Regions from separate parts of the Mus musculus genome. Here region 2 is linked to region 1. A link is a contact called in public HiChIP or PLAC-seq data. All regions are on one chromosome and are shown on one strand. Each heading gives the region's core, a stretch centred on a gene start, on an enhancer-like site or on the middle of the called end of the contact. The rest is flanking DNA. Distances are from core to core; before and after follow the strand shown.

Region 1 (3,851 bases), core at 771-3,270:
TGAGTGAGGTAACCCAATCACAAAGGAACTCACACAACATGTACTCACTGATAAGTGGATACTAGCCCAAAACTTAGTATACCCAAGATATAAGATACAATTTGCCAAATGCATGAAACTCTAGAAGAATGAAGACCAAAGTGTGGACAATGTGCCCCTTCTTAGAATTGGGAACAAAACACCCATGGAAGGAGTTACAGAGACAAAGTTTGGAGCTGCGACAAAAGGATGGACCATCTAGAGACTGCCTTATCTAGGGATCCACCCCATAATCAGCTTCCAAACGCTGACACCACTGCATACACTAGCAAGATTTGCTGAAAGGACCCAGATATAGCTGTCTCTTGTGAGACTAGGCAGGGGCCTAGCAAACACATAAGTGGATGCTCACAGTCAGCTATTGGATGGATCACAGGGCCCCCAATGGAGGAGCTAGAGAAAGTATCCAAGGAACTAAAGAGATCTTGTTTCTTCTTATATACAATGCTTGATTTGTATTAAACTTGTCTGAAAGGTTTGGGGTTTGGAATGTAAGGGGGTCACTGAGGGAGACTGTCCTTGGGATGGATAACAGACTTATTTGAAGAATTATTAATTACATGGGTAGGAAGACAAAACAGCAGCATGGCAGGAGTTCTGAGCAAGCTCCTTGCCCCAGTGTCATAGGAAGACACACACACACAACATGGGTGGGTTCTATGAGAGTTCAGGATCATGAAGCAGAACTGGAGTCCCTTATAGGTCTCAGTGGGAGGGAAAGGTCTCATGTCATATGCTTAATGAGTCATCCTCAGTGTGAGCCAAGCTGTCCTTGATTCCCAGGTCACAAGGGAGGTGGCCCTGCATTCTGGAGAAGGATTGCATGACTCTGAGAATGCTGAAGGGGAAAAGAACATCTAGTTGAGGTGGATCCATTATACCCGTAGCCCTCTGATGTCCTAGGAGTCTGGTAACCTTGGGGAAGTGTGAATGACACTTGCCATTCTCCTGAGAGCTGGGCACCTGGGAAGTCTGCTACAGGATTGGAGAATTAGAGAGTCATTGACAGCTGTGGCTGTAAGGAGGAAGCTTCTGCCTGTAAACACAATCAGCTTATACTTATAAAGCTAGCATTGTCTCCATGCAGAAGGGACGCTCTTTGATGCCCAGCCAGTGCGTTCCCTTCAGCTCACTTGGAACTTAGTGGTTTGTGTAAGGATATACTGTTAGATCCCAGCCTCTGCAGACTCCTCTCACAGATACTGACAGTCAGGCTTCTGGTACTTTGTGTGTCTCTTGCTAACAGGTTCACCTGGGAAGTGCAACTACACCAAAGACTTGTCACAGTTTGTCCTCCACCCCTTCCTCTGCTTCCTGCCTGGGAATCTGAGAGCCTGACTGTAAACTCTTGTTGTGAACCCCACTTCCTAAAAATGTATGGGAAGAGACTACCTCTTCTGCGTGTAGGGCTCTTATTCTCTGTAGAAACTTCCCCATGAGGTCACTAGTGTTTGAGACCCAAACTCTTCTGAGAGCCCCTGGCATTCTGCTGCTCCTGTCTGTGTGTTCACGGCATGAATAACTCTCATAATAAACTCCTCAGTCCCCAGTCATCGATCTGTGTCCCCTGGAATCACCAACCTCAAATCCAAAACCTATCAGTTTGTGGACTTGGTGGGGAGAAGTGTACAGAGGCGGTAGGATTTGGTCATAAAGACGACATAGTATTAAAGCTGACCACAGAGACTTGGTTAAGGCTTTTTAACTGCATTGAACATTTTTTCCTTTGCTTTGGATTATGTATAGTTTTGATGCTGTAACCAGGAATGCCTGGCAGGAAGAGGATACTTTAAAGACACTTGTGCCTGCCCTTTTGGCTGTCAGACTATTGAAACAATAGCCCCAAAGAAATTACAATTTACCCAAGAATCTCTCATGCTGGGAGAAAGAAAAAGCTGAGAGGAAGCCAGGAAGACATTTCAGCTTGACAAAGAATTATCCCCTTGAGCAAGATTTACAACTTCTCAGATGACCCACCAGAAAGCTTGGATCTCAGACAGCAGTGATTGGCCAGACCATTAGGAACCTGAAGCTTGAGGATGGCTGGGGTTGGGGGGGGGGGGCGGGGGCGGGACGGGGGGGGGAGTAGCGGGGTGTGTGTATGTGTGTGTGTGTGTGTGTGTGTGTGTGTGTGTGTGTGTGTGTGTGTGTGTGTGTGTGTGTGTGGTGTCCCCTCCATCCGTCTGTGGATTTCTTTGCCCTCCTTTCCACGGTATGATTGATTCTCCTTTGCTTTTTTACGTTAGGTTTTTAAATATAGACTTTCTAAGAACGAATAGCTGACCGTCAGTGCCAAGGCTCTGGCCCTAACTGTGATAGCAATGCGAGGCCAGATTAAGCAGCTTCGTGTTGTAGTGAATGACCTTTGGCTTTCTGTACCGCCGCTATAAAACATTCTGTTTATTCTCTGAAAAGAAACCGTTATCTCTTTCCTCCCACCACAGTCTGAGGTATGTAAGTAACTTCAGACATTTCAGAATTCTGTCATCACAGTTTAGGAAAGGACAGTGTGGCATCGCACATTACACATACAGCCCGCCTTTCCTCTTTAAATCCCCGGTGGGCCTTGCACTGAAACCTAACTCTGGTTTTGCTTTGGTTTTTGTTCACTTCCTTTTCAAATGTATCTTCTTCCTGCTGACTTTTTTTTTTTTTTTTAAAGGAAGCGCCTGCGAAAGGAGAACCCCCTTCCATAGGACTAAGAGACAGGAAATTTACGCGGGGATGGGTGCGGGGACTGGGAAGCACTGCTCAAATAGGTTTACTCTCTCGGTTCTGAAATACAGTTGCTGTTAAGGCTGGAGATGCTGCTGCCCAGAGCACAAGATATAAAAAGATCTCTCTGTCTGGATTTCCTCTTTTCCAGTCTCCTTGCCAGCAACTCCAGAAAAAAACTTCAAAGCTGATAAGAGGGGTTAGGTTGTCTTGAGTTGGAACCCACATTTCTTTCTTGATTCAGGATAACCAGCTAACAGATATTCACTACTGTCGTCCTGAAATTAATTGAGGATATTCATTAATTTCCTGGAAGCTAGATTTTTGGAAAGTCTTGATTTTGCTTGTCTCTTGAGGCAAAATTTATCAACTTTGGGGATTGATAAATCTTCTGTCTTCTGAAAGAGTAGTAAACTCAGGGCTCCAAGATATGCTAATCATAAAACAGATAGCGACATTCCTTCATCCACCCACCCACTTCCTGGGTTCAAAGAGTGTTCATTCAAAGAAAGTCACCCTGACCATTGCTGGAACCCACTATGCAAAGGTGCTATTGCTAGGGGCTCTTAGATTGTTAGTGGCTCTTAGAAACTGTCTTGAGAGATAACCTGACACTTGTGACTTTGTACTTCCTTGTGACTCTTAACTGGTATTTTTGGTATTTTCCAACAACGTCCTTCCCACCTCCTTGAGTTGTGGTTCCTTCCTTTAAATACCCCCTTACTCAGCTACTCAGGGCGCCACGGTCCTCTACCCTTGCGTGGTGTATGACCGTGGGCCCGAGAGCGCTCTTGAATAAAAATCCTCTTGCAATTTGCAGCAAGACCGTTTCTCGTTGGTGATTTTGGGATGTCGCCTCTCCTGAGTCAGAACGTGGGGGAGTCCTCACGTTGTGGGTCTTTCACTTCCTCGTCTTCTCCCTGCTTTTTCTCAACTCCCCTGCAAGCGAGAGTGGACACACTCTTAGGGTGGCTTTTGTGGCAGACATGGATCCTAGCTGAGCTCTTTCTCCAGTGTACAGCATTGCTGCATCTCACTGAGGCCTGAACAGTTCTCCTTTTAACACCTCATCACACATAGCTGAGGAACTCAAACGA
Region 2 (3,851 bases), core at 926-3,425, 430 kb after region 1:
TCTAAATCATTCAATTTTACCAAGGAAGACTCAGAAGCCAGATGCTGGGTGGAAGCCTGGTAGCTCAGAGAGGCAGAGAAAGCACCTGATCACCTTTCTCTTCATGTGAAATCCCAGAAGGAATCTCTTTCTGCCACACCTTCTCAAATGACATCCTCCAAACTGAATGTACCTAAATGCTGCTTCCTGTGCATCTCTCTGTCTTTGCTCCCAATTCCCTCTTACTCTCTGTGACTTTTACTTAATAATCCTAGGTTCCCTTCCTGTCAGCTGGTTGCTTCTGGCACTTCTTGACCCATGGTTTACTTAATCTTGTTACACTCAGGTTTCACGGTATGATCAGATATCCTACAATAAAGGTCTTGCACAAGCTGTATCTCCTGGAGTAAGCTTCTTAAGAAGAATAGCATCTTGTATACTACTTACAGGGGAAACACGGAAAGAAATGGGAGACTTCTATGAAGTCAGCAGAAACTATCATACAATGGGACAAACTCAGGAGGAGTCTATCAAATTCATGCTGGTCATAGGGAACACAGGATACATCAGGAACATTACTGAACAAGCCAACAGTGGACTTGGGACTAACAACCACAGCCCCACGTGGTGGCAAGAGTTGGGTTCTCAGGATCTGACACAACCTCTCCCCACAGGTCCTGGCTGCAGACCATTACCAGCTTTCCCAAGCATATATCCTTGCTTTAGAGAAGGAGCTCTGTATAAATGATTTTATTCACCTGAGGTAACTGTCTTCTCTGAGGCTTACTGACTCAGCCTATTTACCTAGCCTAGTCCTGAAGGTTTCTAGTCTCTGGACAATCCCAGCTTCAGAGATTTACTGCTGAATAAGCTCGCCTTTCCTAGATTTTCCTGAACTCTTGCTGGCTGGTCAACTCAGCTGTTCTGACTCAAAACTCCTCTCCACACTGACTAATTCAAAATCTTTCTCTCTCTCTCTCTCTCTCTCTCTCTCTCTCTCTCTCTCTCCCCACCCCCCCCCATCACATGGAAAGCCTTACTTGAAAAAAAAAAAAAAAAACAGCCCTCAACACTACAGAGTTGTTCCTTTGCAAGAAATTGACAACAGTGTAGTCTTGCTCATGTTGCAATCTCTCTCTCTCTCTCTCTCTCTCTCTCTCTCTCTCTCTCTCTCTCTCTCTCTCTCTCTCTCTCTTGCTCTCTTCTCACTTTCTCTTTTTCTCCTATTCTCTCTGTCCCCTGCCTGCTTTCTCTTTCTCTGCCTCCCTCTCTCACCATGGTAACTTCCTTGACCTCGGTCCTTGGGGCCAGTGAACAAGAGCGGCTTCCCAATAAACTGACATTTAATATAATCCAAGCTGGCTTGAACTGGCTCATTTGAGCAGCAGAGAACAAATAACTTATCAATGGGAATGGCCTAGCAGCTGGTTGTAAATCTGGTTTGTCTCCTTTGTTCTGCTCTTCAGCCATATTTCTGGACAATCCTAGTGAACAAAAATGTGTATCCTAGCATCCTATCTAACAGACATGGTTAGCATAGTACCCATCTGTAGGGTGTTTTAGATGGCATCCTCACTTATCTAAATTCTATGTGGTGTGACTTACCCTCTCCTAAGCACTGCAATTCCTTTACATCATAAATCCTATTCTTCTACATCACAGATTAACATTGTAGTGTTACCCAACACGTGAGACACCTTTTACAACCGCCACAAAATGAACTCCAAATGGACCTTACAACTAAACGTTAAATGCTAAAGGAAAAAAGTTGTAGAAGATACTGTGAGAAACCAGGTCTCTTCGAGTTTGGCATCTTGCCAAGGATGATCCTGCACACAAGTCCTTACTCCAAATGCTTGGCGCAGAAGCAGTCCGGATAGTGACGTTATTCAGAGCCCACTACCGGGTCCAGGGAATGACTAGAACTAAAACAGACCCCACAGGTGGCCACATCTGGCCTCCGCTTACCACCCAGTCCCGAGGAGAACCCACCACACCAGCTCCCCAGGTTCATCCGCCTGCTCCTCCCCGATATGGGCAGTGACCCTGTACTCACCATGTCGAGACTTAGGACCTTGCCTGAGCGTCCCTCAGACCACCCACTACTAACTTCCCCTTCTTCCTCCTGAAATCAAGGTGGAGAGCTTGCATCTGTAATTCTCAAAATTAACCTGGAAGCCTCCTCTGCCCCGGAACTACGTAAGTTCCTGGAATGCTGGGAATTGTAGTTCTTTGGAAATAACAAAGGCTCATGGGAAAGTACGGTGGTCTAGTTGAATATCTAAAAAGAAACCGCTGTAACACGTGACTGAGGCCGTTCGCGCTGGCAAATTCCGGGGGAATTTTACTGACCCAGGTCTGTCTCTTGGTCAGTATTTAATATTTAATAAATGCCTGCTTTAAATTTGGTTCAAAATTGTTGAGTTGGTCTATTTCCAGCAAAAATCAGGATTAGCGTACAGAGGTTCATAGGACGATAACTCTACCCCACAGTCTCTCTTCAATACGTACACTGGAGAGTGAGCTGAGCTGCCGAGGGCACTGAGTGCCCTAGCTCCAGATTTTTACATCTGGCAACCAAAGTAGAATCCTCACAGAAACAAGCAGTCTCTAGTAGAAGCTAAGATAAGCAGTTAGCCAGAGGGGGTTCCAGCACAAACAGGTTGAGATAAGTTAGCAAGGATATCCTGACCTTGGGTTCCTAGAAGTGGAGTTGAGTAATTTTCCTAGAATTCTTGATCAAGGAAATCAAATTCTAGTTAAACCTGAAATGGCCTCAGCGACAATACATGATGGAGGAGTGATGGGGTCTCTGTCCAGCATCAAGAACGAGAAATGAAGGCAGACATGGTTTAGCATAGGTAGAGGGATCGCTTGACCTTGAGGCCAACTTGATCTATAGAGAGAATTCTAGAACAGCCAGGACTGCAGAAAGGAACCTTGTAGTGCCAGCCTGTGGAAGAGTCAAGGCTTGGCCAAAGTGTGAATGACTTTACTGGCTTCCTGTGAAATCATGGTAGTCGCATGGAAGGTTGTACGCTGGACATTATAACTAGGAAATGTCTGCAATGGGGGAGATGTGGAGACCCTCCTCAGCTCTTCCTTCCTGTGCTCTAGCCTGTTCTAAACTCAAGATCGTCCCATAAAAGATAAGCCACTGAGTTCATCCTTGTTGAACATTCCCCAGGCTTTTTGCCTTTGCCTCTCTGTGAACACATGGAGGATGCATCTTCTTACCTTTTTAGGACTCAGAGTTCTGTCCATAGAGAGGAAGAAGGGCTGTGGGTGACCAGGGATTTCCCTGTGGCCAGCACCTGAGGGCTGAGGATGGCTTCCTAGGATGGCTGAAACTGCAATTGTCCCAGGAATCACAAGCTTGGAGAAGGAAAAAGGCTGCCATTCCTCGGGGCAGAAATTAGAATCGGAGAGTTCTGACTGGTCAGTCCTCCTTGCAGGAGAGACTGGGTTGGAAGTGATAGGCTAGTTTAGCAGCATATGATGGTACATGCCTTTAACTCCAGCACTATGAAACAGTGGTAGCAGATCACTCACTCAGGTTGAGGCCAGTCTGGTCCCCAGAACTAATTCTAGAACAACCTGGAACAAATTCTAGGGATACAAAGGGAAAGAAACCCTGGAGAGAGAGAGAGAGGGAGAGGGAGAGGAAGAGAGAGAGAGAGAGAGAGAGAGAGAATATGATGGGCCAGTGATAAACAGGACCACATTTGACAGAACTCACTTGACAGAGCTCACTTTCTACTTTAATGTTAAACCTCATGTCAAGACCCAGAAGATGGAGTAGGAGAGGGGGTGGGGGGGTGCCTCACTGCCCAGCTCAATATCTTTTTTGAAATACTCATTTTTATTTATAT

Evidence for each region. HiChIP or PLAC-seq counts read pairs in DNA pulled down with a chosen protein or histone mark.
Region 2: an H3K27ac HiChIP or PLAC-seq map of embryonic stem cells shows a contact between it and region 1, with 11 read pairs. The contact joins the promoter of Zfp933 here to the enhancer-like site in region 1. A contact is called at or near these places in 1 of 39 promoter capture datasets (neural stem cells), 3 of 484 Hi-C or Micro-C datasets (the G1E-ER4 cell line, differentiating embryonic stem cells and embryonic retina), 4 of 115 datasets of contacts at active chromatin or transcription factors (astrocytes and embryonic stem cells) and 1 of 9 other capture datasets (embryonic stem cells).

Annotation. Positions count from the first base shown.
Region 1 is chr4:147,415,636-147,419,486 of GRCm38.p6, forward strand. No RefSeq gene overlaps it. Among named protein-coding and RNA genes, the nearest start is that of Gm46898, 5.8 kb to the left of the region's middle. Within about 2 kb of position 2,021, at least 18 of the 459 cell types and tissues checked have an H3K27ac peak or open chromatin away from gene starts, as enhancers often do. A contact at or near this core is called in differentiating embryonic stem cells and embryonic stem cells, where this site is marked.
Region 2 is chr4:147,846,243-147,850,093 of GRCm38.p6, forward strand. Zfp933 (zinc finger protein 933) reads right to left here and starts at 2,176. Exons shown (of 4, transcript NM_198619.3): 1 at 2,036-2,176. The coding sequence starts at 2,038.